Regions from separate parts of the Gossypium hirsutum genome. Here region 2 is linked to region 1. Evidence: chromatin contacts called from public Hi-C data. All regions are on one chromosome and are shown on one strand. The core of a region is the stretch at or near the end of the contact, and the rest is flanking DNA. Distances in the headings are between cores, read along the strand shown. Region 1 has its middle 5.0 kb from the start of LOC121207256. Region 2 holds the start of LOC107888597 (zinc-finger homeodomain protein 9).

Region 1 (4,269 bases), core at 707-3,206:
CTATATTTTAATCCTAACACTTTTCCAACTCTTCCAATTTAATCCTTTTTTCCACTATCTCAAGTACATGCTCTTACTCACTAAAATTTTCTTCTCCAAATATGTAATTGTTTTCTTAAAACTTCATTTAATGCACTTGCTTTTGAATTTTCTCACTAAATCCAATCCAGAAACAATACCAATTACTTTACCAAAAATTTTGGGGTGTTATTGAAGGAGTGGAAGACATTGGTACGTTCAAATTGGAGGGTGATAACTAGGTTTTGGCTTTGAAGATTAATGAAGAATAAGATAACCCATAAGTTTTGAAGCATTGAGAGAGAGAGGGGGGGAGGGATAGTGAGAGGGGTAAAGAAATTGAAAATTAATTAATTAAAAAAAACTTTTTATAGTTTGAAAAAAAGTAACATAAAAGTTTTGAATTAATTTGTTTAACAAAATTCAAGTTTAGGGATTAATGTGGACAAAAAAAAGTTTAGGGATGAAGTTGGAAATAGACGATAAATTCAAGGGTTAAATGTTGCTTTATCCAAGCTTTAATTTCAAGATTTCATTTCTAGGATCGACACCAAATGAAGGACTTTATAAAGGGTAGTTTATAATGAAGTAAAATTTTAATTATAACCACACTGTGACTAGGACACTAGCTTAAGATATTTAGGACGATTGTAAAACTCTCAAGTGCTCTTTGGATGATATAGTCTAGTCGAGGCTCAACTTTTATCCAACAATGTTGTTTTCGCACAGTGGATCAACTATAATCAACTTCATTACTAATAAGAGAGCTAACAGCAGATCAAGGATAACTTACAGATAGTAGTCCATAAGGAAGTAAAATTGCAGCTGCAATGGCAATGTGATTGGGTCATTAGACCCTTAAATGTTCTTTGGACGACATGGTCAAGTTGAGTCTCGACTCCTGCGATACAAAATCACAGCCGCACTGTAAGGTAATTACAATAAACTTCATTACAGTAACAATCTACGTATGTTGTTGCAGTCCAAACTACAATGTTGGATCCATAATGGTTAAAATATCTAATAAGTCTATGTGCTCTTTTTAAATTTGGAATTTAACCCCTTGTAATTTTTTTTATTATGAAATTAGCCTTAGTTTTCAGATTCCAAAATTTAGATCTAATTGTTAATACTATTATTTGTTAAATTCATGTTTTTCATGACATTATTATTTTTAGCTACATGGCTACTAAGTGAGTACTTTTTTATTTTAAAATGTCAAATCAATAAATTTAATAAAAAATTTAACAATATTAACAATTAAACTTGAATTGTGAAATCTTAAAGTATAGAGACTAAATTCCTAAAAGAAAATTAAAGAAACTAAATTCCAAACTCATGAAAAGTGAAGTGACTCATGACATATTTTAACCATAATTAATTTACAATCAATTTTATGAGAATTTTTTTAAAGAAAAAACCATTCGGCAACTTCATAAATTTATAAAGATTCCACAATTACAAGTTTCGATGTTAATTAAGGGTGAGTTTGGATGGGCGATGTGTTTACCTACAGTCAATGTAAAAACAACGGTGGTAGTGAGATTAGATATTGTAGCGACACTATAGCGTGAGACAAAAAATAAATTAAACGCATCGCATCGCATCGTATTGCACCCTACCGCCCATCCAAACTCATTACCTAATGCTCACATTTTGAATTCAGTTTATAAAAAAAATGCATAGAAAAGCAAATCAAATTTGTGTTAGGCCCAATAAAGAAGCCCACATTAGACAAAGTAACCTTTCAAATGGGTTATGTTAAACTTTTTAACTTTTTTTTTCTTTTACTTGCAGGCTTTTTGATCCATCATTGTTTTTTTTTAAAAAAATTCATAAATTTTCTTTTTAAATTTTTTTCTAAAGTCATTCCAATTTCTAAACCTATCCCATCCACCCGATGAGCCCAACTAACCCGGGCCGGGCTTTAGAGAAAGTGGTTGCTGTAAATCTGGTCTATTCGATCCAAATTAGAGTACTTTGGGCCAAAACCCAAAACCCAAAAATATTTTTTTAATAATTCAAAGAACAAATTTAGCCTTTCGAGAAATGGAGTTAATTGAATAGCCTAAAAGACTAGATATATAAAACTTTATTACTTTAATATTTGTACTAATTATATTAATGTCTAATAAATGCAATTACTTAATTATTAAATAAATAAATATAGGTGAAAATTGAATAATTATATATGTTACTGCCAATTACAAAAGTTAGATACAAGCTTAGTTGCAACTAAAGTAACATTTCACATCTCATTTTAATTTACATTATTTGATTGTCATATTTTGACCCAAACCATTTGGAGCTTTTAAATGTTTGTCTTTTAAAGAATTTTAGTAGCTCATTAGTGAAGACATATCGTATAAGAATCAAGCTAAATAAAGATTGTATCAAGACTTTCAATCAGAGAGTTTGATGTCATAAAGAATTTTTACTAGTCTACTCTTTATTAAAGACATGTTCGAAGATTAATTTTGAGGAATTAGATATTCACATTAATTGTATCTTAATGTGCCATATTATGTTTATACATAGGAAGATTTACTTATATTCAATGAGGAACTGGACTTTGGTGAATATTTATAAATAAATTGTTTTATTTATCGATTTATAATTAAATTTTCAAGAAGAAAATGATCTAAATCAACAGAAATCTTCATCTTTCATTAACAAATTTCTTAACTTAAAAAAAAATCAACAATTCTAATTTCAAAATCTATGATTATATTGCTTTATGAACCATTTTTCATTTATTTATTCTTTACAATGAAATTCGGTCAATTCATATTTTTAAATGCTTAAAATTATTTAATTTTTAATTTACAAAAAATATAATTTGTTATTTTATTGAATTATAGAAACACATTTTTTTTTCTAAATATTAATTTAATCAATATCACTAAAAATTGGTTAATATTTCCCATAAAATACTAATCTTTATATCTTTAAGTACAATAAATGTGTTGCATTATAATTTATTCCAAGCAAAAACATATTAACATTAAGGAATAAAGCATGTGTGAAGCTCATTATTAATTCACATGAAATGGAAAAAGAGTAGAAAGCATTCTTAAGCAAGCTAAAAAAAGTTCAATGAAATGGTGTTTTCATACATTTCTTTGTATTCAATTTTATGTTGTAAGATTGTAGGACAACTTATAATCATAATTTCAAAACACCCAACATTAGACCAAAACAATGGATTCCCCACCATTAAAATGTAAGGACAGCTGTTAGCAAAGTTTGCAAATAATGGTGGATATTTAAGGTAAAAGTAATACCAACAGTTTTATATTAGGGGTTATATTGTATTTTGTTCCATTTATTTAGAAAATAAGTAAATTAGTCATTATATGTTAGGTTAAAAAGTAAACTAGTTCTTCTGTTAAAAATTCATTCATATATTTTAGCATGAGGTATATGTGGCACGCCATGTATCATTGTCTGGTTATCCTGTTAGTTATGTTAGTTTTTAACAATACAAGTGGATTAATTTTTTAACAGAAATAACCAATTTGTTCTTTGATCTAAAATACATAGATTTATTTACTCATTTTTTAGTAGAGGGGTAAAATGTAATTTGACTTTTTGTACAGGGGCTTGCATAGTACTTTTATTGAAATTTGATGAAATTTGCTGCTTATCTCTTCTTTTAAAACTAAGATATCCATTACCGATAGTAATGACTAATTTCTTTGTTACTAGAGCTTTCCAAATAAAAAAAAAATTTAATCATGAAATATGCCTCATTCTTATAAACAAAGATCAATGCGACCATATGATTAAAAAACGGTAAAATAATGAATGTAAATATTGAAAATAACTTCAAACCAACTAAATTCAATCTTTCAATAATGCTTGCAGTGTTAGAATAGGGATTTAACTGACTATGGTGTTTCATCATTTTAACCATGTCAAGAAAACCTAGATTAGGTACCTACCACATGGGGCACATAGCCCTACAAATAATCAATTATTTTGGTGGTTAAAGCCTCAACAAACAATCAAATTCTACAAGCAAAAAATGCACCCTTAAACAAATCATTCATACACATTTGCTAGCCATTGCTAGTGACATTCCACTTTTTATGAACTTTTATTTAAACTTAGAATTTCTTGAATTAAAAAAATAAAAGAAATGGAAAAAAATCAGTTTTTTTTCCGGAATTAGTTCAATATATTTATAAAATTCAATAAAAAATAATATGTTAATGATAATTTTGGTTATTAATTTTAGAAAAAAAAAAG
Region 2 (4,355 bases), core at 1,410-3,909, 69 kb after region 1:
CGTTTTACAAAGCAAGCAACTAAAACGTGATGGTTTTATAAAGTTGAGTTTATAAGAAAATATTTTAAGATGCTCTTACATGCTTTTTGTGATAAACATTCTTACCAAAAATATAGAGCTAGTTTAATAATATCAAATTTTCGATTTCCAAAATAAGATTTGTTTTGGAACCAAATGGTCAAAGTTTTAATTTATTAATGTAACCTTCATAATTCGACCATAACATCTAAGCCGGGTTTGGTGTGTTACAGCCAAAAATGATAGAAGTTGGCCTGCTATGAGGTATAACTATCTCATCTATATACAATTTTATGTACTTTTCTAATGTGTAGTCAATTCGAACAGAAAGAAAACTGGCAGACTTTGTCAATCTATCAATGATCACCCAAATTGCCTCTTTGTTCTTTGGTGTAAGTGGTAAACCAACCACAAAATCCATTGTAATTTTCTCCCATTTCCATTCAGATATTGTTATAAGTTGTAACAATCTTGAAGGAACTTGATGTTCTGCTTTTACTTGCCAAATAGTAAGACTTCAAATCATGATACATTTTATTGCTTCCAAGATGCATGGAAAATGAACTATAATGAGCTTATCGAAGCATGCTTTGCTTCAACTCATCGTTATTGATAAAACAGAATCTACCTTGAAATGGAAAATTCCCTTCACTATCCACTTCGAATCCTCTTTCTCTCCATATTCAAATTGTTTATTAAATCATTCATCCTAGATGAATAACCCGTAGCCACGTTACTTTCCATCTATCATATAATGCCTACGAGAGGATATTATTTACCTTTTATTGGGCTATGAATTTATTATTGTAAGTGAAGCTATGTCATACAGAAGTCTATACCCAATATACCAACTTTCGACTCTATTAGCAATTGAACTTAGGCTTTCAATACATCAAAGCATACGAGTCACGCCAACATAGTCCGTCACTTATTCAAGATTGAGGTAAGATACACTATGAATGCCACAAGTAAATAAATTCATAAATAGATCTAGGAATTATTCTACTTAGGTCATGTCCGATGTATCGTCAATCCAGACAATCACACCTATGTCTCTATCATCTAGGAGTCATCTGCTCCAATACCTAAGACAATGTATCTCCCTCATTAGATTTGATAAATAGTATAATAGTATTTGAATCGATTTTCTCAATTTCGATTCATCAGGGTATGGACCTTTTAGATTGCTTACTACTATATGTTGTCTTCTCGCATTATGATATGTTGGCATAATGTAACTTAATATTAGTTAAATGTTAGGTAATCAATGAACCAATATTTGACTATACATTTTGTTTTGTGTGCAAAAACCATTAAGGAGAATATACAAATGGTAGTATCGTGAATGATGGAATTTTATCAAACCAATTTGTTTGAAAAATTACAAGTGTATATGACAAAAAACTACACTAAGGGCACTAGATATCGTTAGAGCATACTTTAGAAAATATATAAACTTAGAATTTGCCTTTAAATTAAAATAAGCCTACAATAACATTGAATTAATGGCGGGTAACTAAAATGAAAACGTTTTTGTAATGACAATGCTCTATTTGCAAATTTTTATTTTTCGGTGATCAAAATAAAAAATTATGAAAATAGGTGACTGATTGAATAGTGTACTCTATTTATATTTAGAATTTTACTTTTTTTTAATTCATAGATATATATTTTAAGAAAATCCATCTATCATGTTTTAAATTTATTCTAGTATTTTTAAATATTTTTAAAGAAACAATTAAGATATAATTTAAACTTCACAAGCAAAATTTAAAAGGTGGCACATATTTTTATTTAATTTATAATAGATTTAAATATTATTATTTAATATATTTAAGGTGAAATTTTTTTAATTCCACAAACAAAAGAAATAGTCATTTATATTATTTATTTTTAAAATATCAATTAAAGATAAACGTTGTTCTTTATTGGATTGTGAACTCAAAAGTTCTACTACTCATATATTAAATAATTATTTATAAAATTAAATTCTTTTTTTACGGGTAAACTAGCCTATTTTCAATTATATAAATAACCTAAGTTTATTAATCTCACAGGTAAATATAATTATCACTTGTAAAAAAAAAATCACTGGTAAAATGGCACATATAACCTAAAATTTATTATATTTAACTTAAGATTTATCTTTAATACACAGTAATTTTTAGATAATTCAAATTAAAACTTGCTATACATTTTTTTTTATTTTTAAAGTGTTAAATGATTATTTGGGCTTTAGATAAGTTTTTTTATATCGAGTATTTTTTTAAGTTAGGGTTTAAATTTGGTGATTGTTTTCATATTTTAGTCTAGATTTGATAATTTTTCTTATGGGGTTTAAATAGTTTTTTTTTCTATTTAAATTAGGTCTTGAACTTAAAAATTATTCTCACGTTAAAGATTGAATTTTATATTTTCAAAGACTAACTGAGATAAAAAAAAATTTAAAGTCCCAATATTAGAACATTTAGAAGTTAAAAGGACTAACTTTAAAAAAAAAAATTTAAACCCAAAACTAATTTTCATTATGGTCTAACAGTATGCGCCATGGTTCTAATATTACGTTAAGTTTAAAAATTTCCTAAATAAAATTTTTGTATGTATGTATTAATTACACAAACATATCTAACCCTAAAGGGGTCGACAACTTAACCATGGATTAGAACTCTGGTTAAAAACTCAAGGGGTTAAGAAGGGCAACCACAACCACAGATTTTTTATTATCAACAGTCCTCCTTCCTCCTCCACCACCACCACCACCACCATCGCCTCCGCCTCCGCCCTTTCCTCTTTTTCCCTTCATTTTCCAAGCAATAACCTCCAAACAAACAAAGAAGAAACAACCAGCCTTTTCTGTTTTTGTTTTCAACTCCAATCTTCTTAATTTTCTTCCATGGTATCAAAATTCTCACAAAACCCATATTGGAAACCCTATTTTAAATTCAATTTCATCCCATCTTTTTTATAATTCTCCCCCCCCCATTAAGTTTAGGTGTTTTTGTTGACCCTAGATGTTAGAGCCATGGAAATAGCCCCTACAAGCACCCCTCCACTAAGCACCACAACACCCAAATCACCCGACCCAGAGACCGAAACACCAGTTCGGATCCATCCTGCCAAGCCCAAATCTTTTACTAACGGTGTTCTCAAGCGCCACCAACCTCACCACCACTACCTCCACCATGCGCCGCCCATAGTAGTGAGCTACAAGGAATGCCTCAAGAACCATGCAGCCACTTTGGGTGGACATGCTTTAGACGGCTGTGGTGAATTCATGCCTTCCCCATCAGCCACCCCATCCGACCCAACTTCCCTCAAGTGTGCAGCTTGTGGTTGCCACCGCAACTTCCACCGCCGAGAATCAGATGACCCACCACCCACAACAACAGCCACCGCTACTATAGAATATCAGCCTCACCACCGTCACCATCCACCGCCTCCAGCAAGTCAAGCACCACATCGTAGTCCAAACTCAGCTTCCCCACCACCGATCTCATCATCTTACTACCCTTCAGCTCCTCACATGCTTGTAGCCCTTTCAGGTGGTTTAGCTGGTGCATTAGACAACAACCACCATCAAAATAACTCTCATTTACAAGGCTTAGGAACCCTTACCCCAAACACCACAAATCTGGGTTCCCACTCAAAGAAAAGATTCAGAACAAAGTTCACTCAGTTTCAGAAAGATAAGATGTTGGAATTCGCTGAGAAAGTTGGGTGGAAGATTCAGAAAAGAGATGAACAAGCTATCCAAGAGTTTTGCAGTGAAGTTGGGGTTGATAGAGGGGTTTTAAAAGTTTGGATGCATAACAATAAGAACACTTTTGGGAAGAAAGATCAAGCCATTAATGAAGGAGAAACTGGGAATAACAACAATACTGAGAATGGACTCAGCCATGAAGACCACCATCACCACAACAACAACAATGGTCAGAATCTCAACCATCACTTTGAAACTGATAGTGTTGTTCATGTTGGAATTAATGGCTCTTCTTCCTCTTAAATCATGTTTATTATGATAATCAACTTTTATCTTCTTCTTTTTTTTCTTTTTTAATGAGGAGATAATAAGCTGTTAGATTAGATTAAGTACTTGTTTATTAGCTGTTCTTTTTTCTTTCTCTCTTTAATTTCTGATCATGACTGTTGAGAATATAACATGGGAAGAGCTGCTTTGATCCAAAAAAGAAATTATTTTTATTTTATTTTCTGTTTTTCCTTCACCATTTTCTTTAGAATTCTGGGTTTTTGGGATCATAAACATCCATGGTTTCTGTTTTCCAAAACCTTAAAAACCTTTGAATCTGTAATGTTTCCTTTTTAGTTTCCATGTTGTG

Evidence for each region. Hi-C and Micro-C count contacts between places; a contact is called where the count stands out from the background.
Region 2: a contact with region 1 is called in a Hi-C map of leaf, with 2.8 times the contacts expected there. The contact joins the promoter of LOC107888597 here to the enhancer-like site in region 1. A contact is called at or near these places in 5 of 34 Hi-C or Micro-C datasets (hypocotyl and leaf).

Annotation. Positions count from the first base shown.
Region 1 is chrA09:4,250,720-4,254,988 of Gossypium_hirsutum_v2.1, forward strand. No RefSeq gene overlaps it. Among protein-coding and RNA genes, the nearest start is that of LOC121207256, 5.0 kb to the left of the region's middle. Within about 2 kb of position 1,957, at least 1 of the 9 cell types and tissues checked has an H3K27ac peak or open chromatin away from gene starts, as enhancers often do. A contact at or near this core is called in leaf, where this site is marked.
Region 2 is chrA09:4,319,305-4,323,659 of Gossypium_hirsutum_v2.1, forward strand. LOC107888597 (zinc-finger homeodomain protein 9) reads left to right here and starts at 2,660. Exons shown (of 1, transcript XM_016812761.2): 1 at 2,660-4,223. The coding sequence starts at 3,041. The coding sequence ends at 4,021.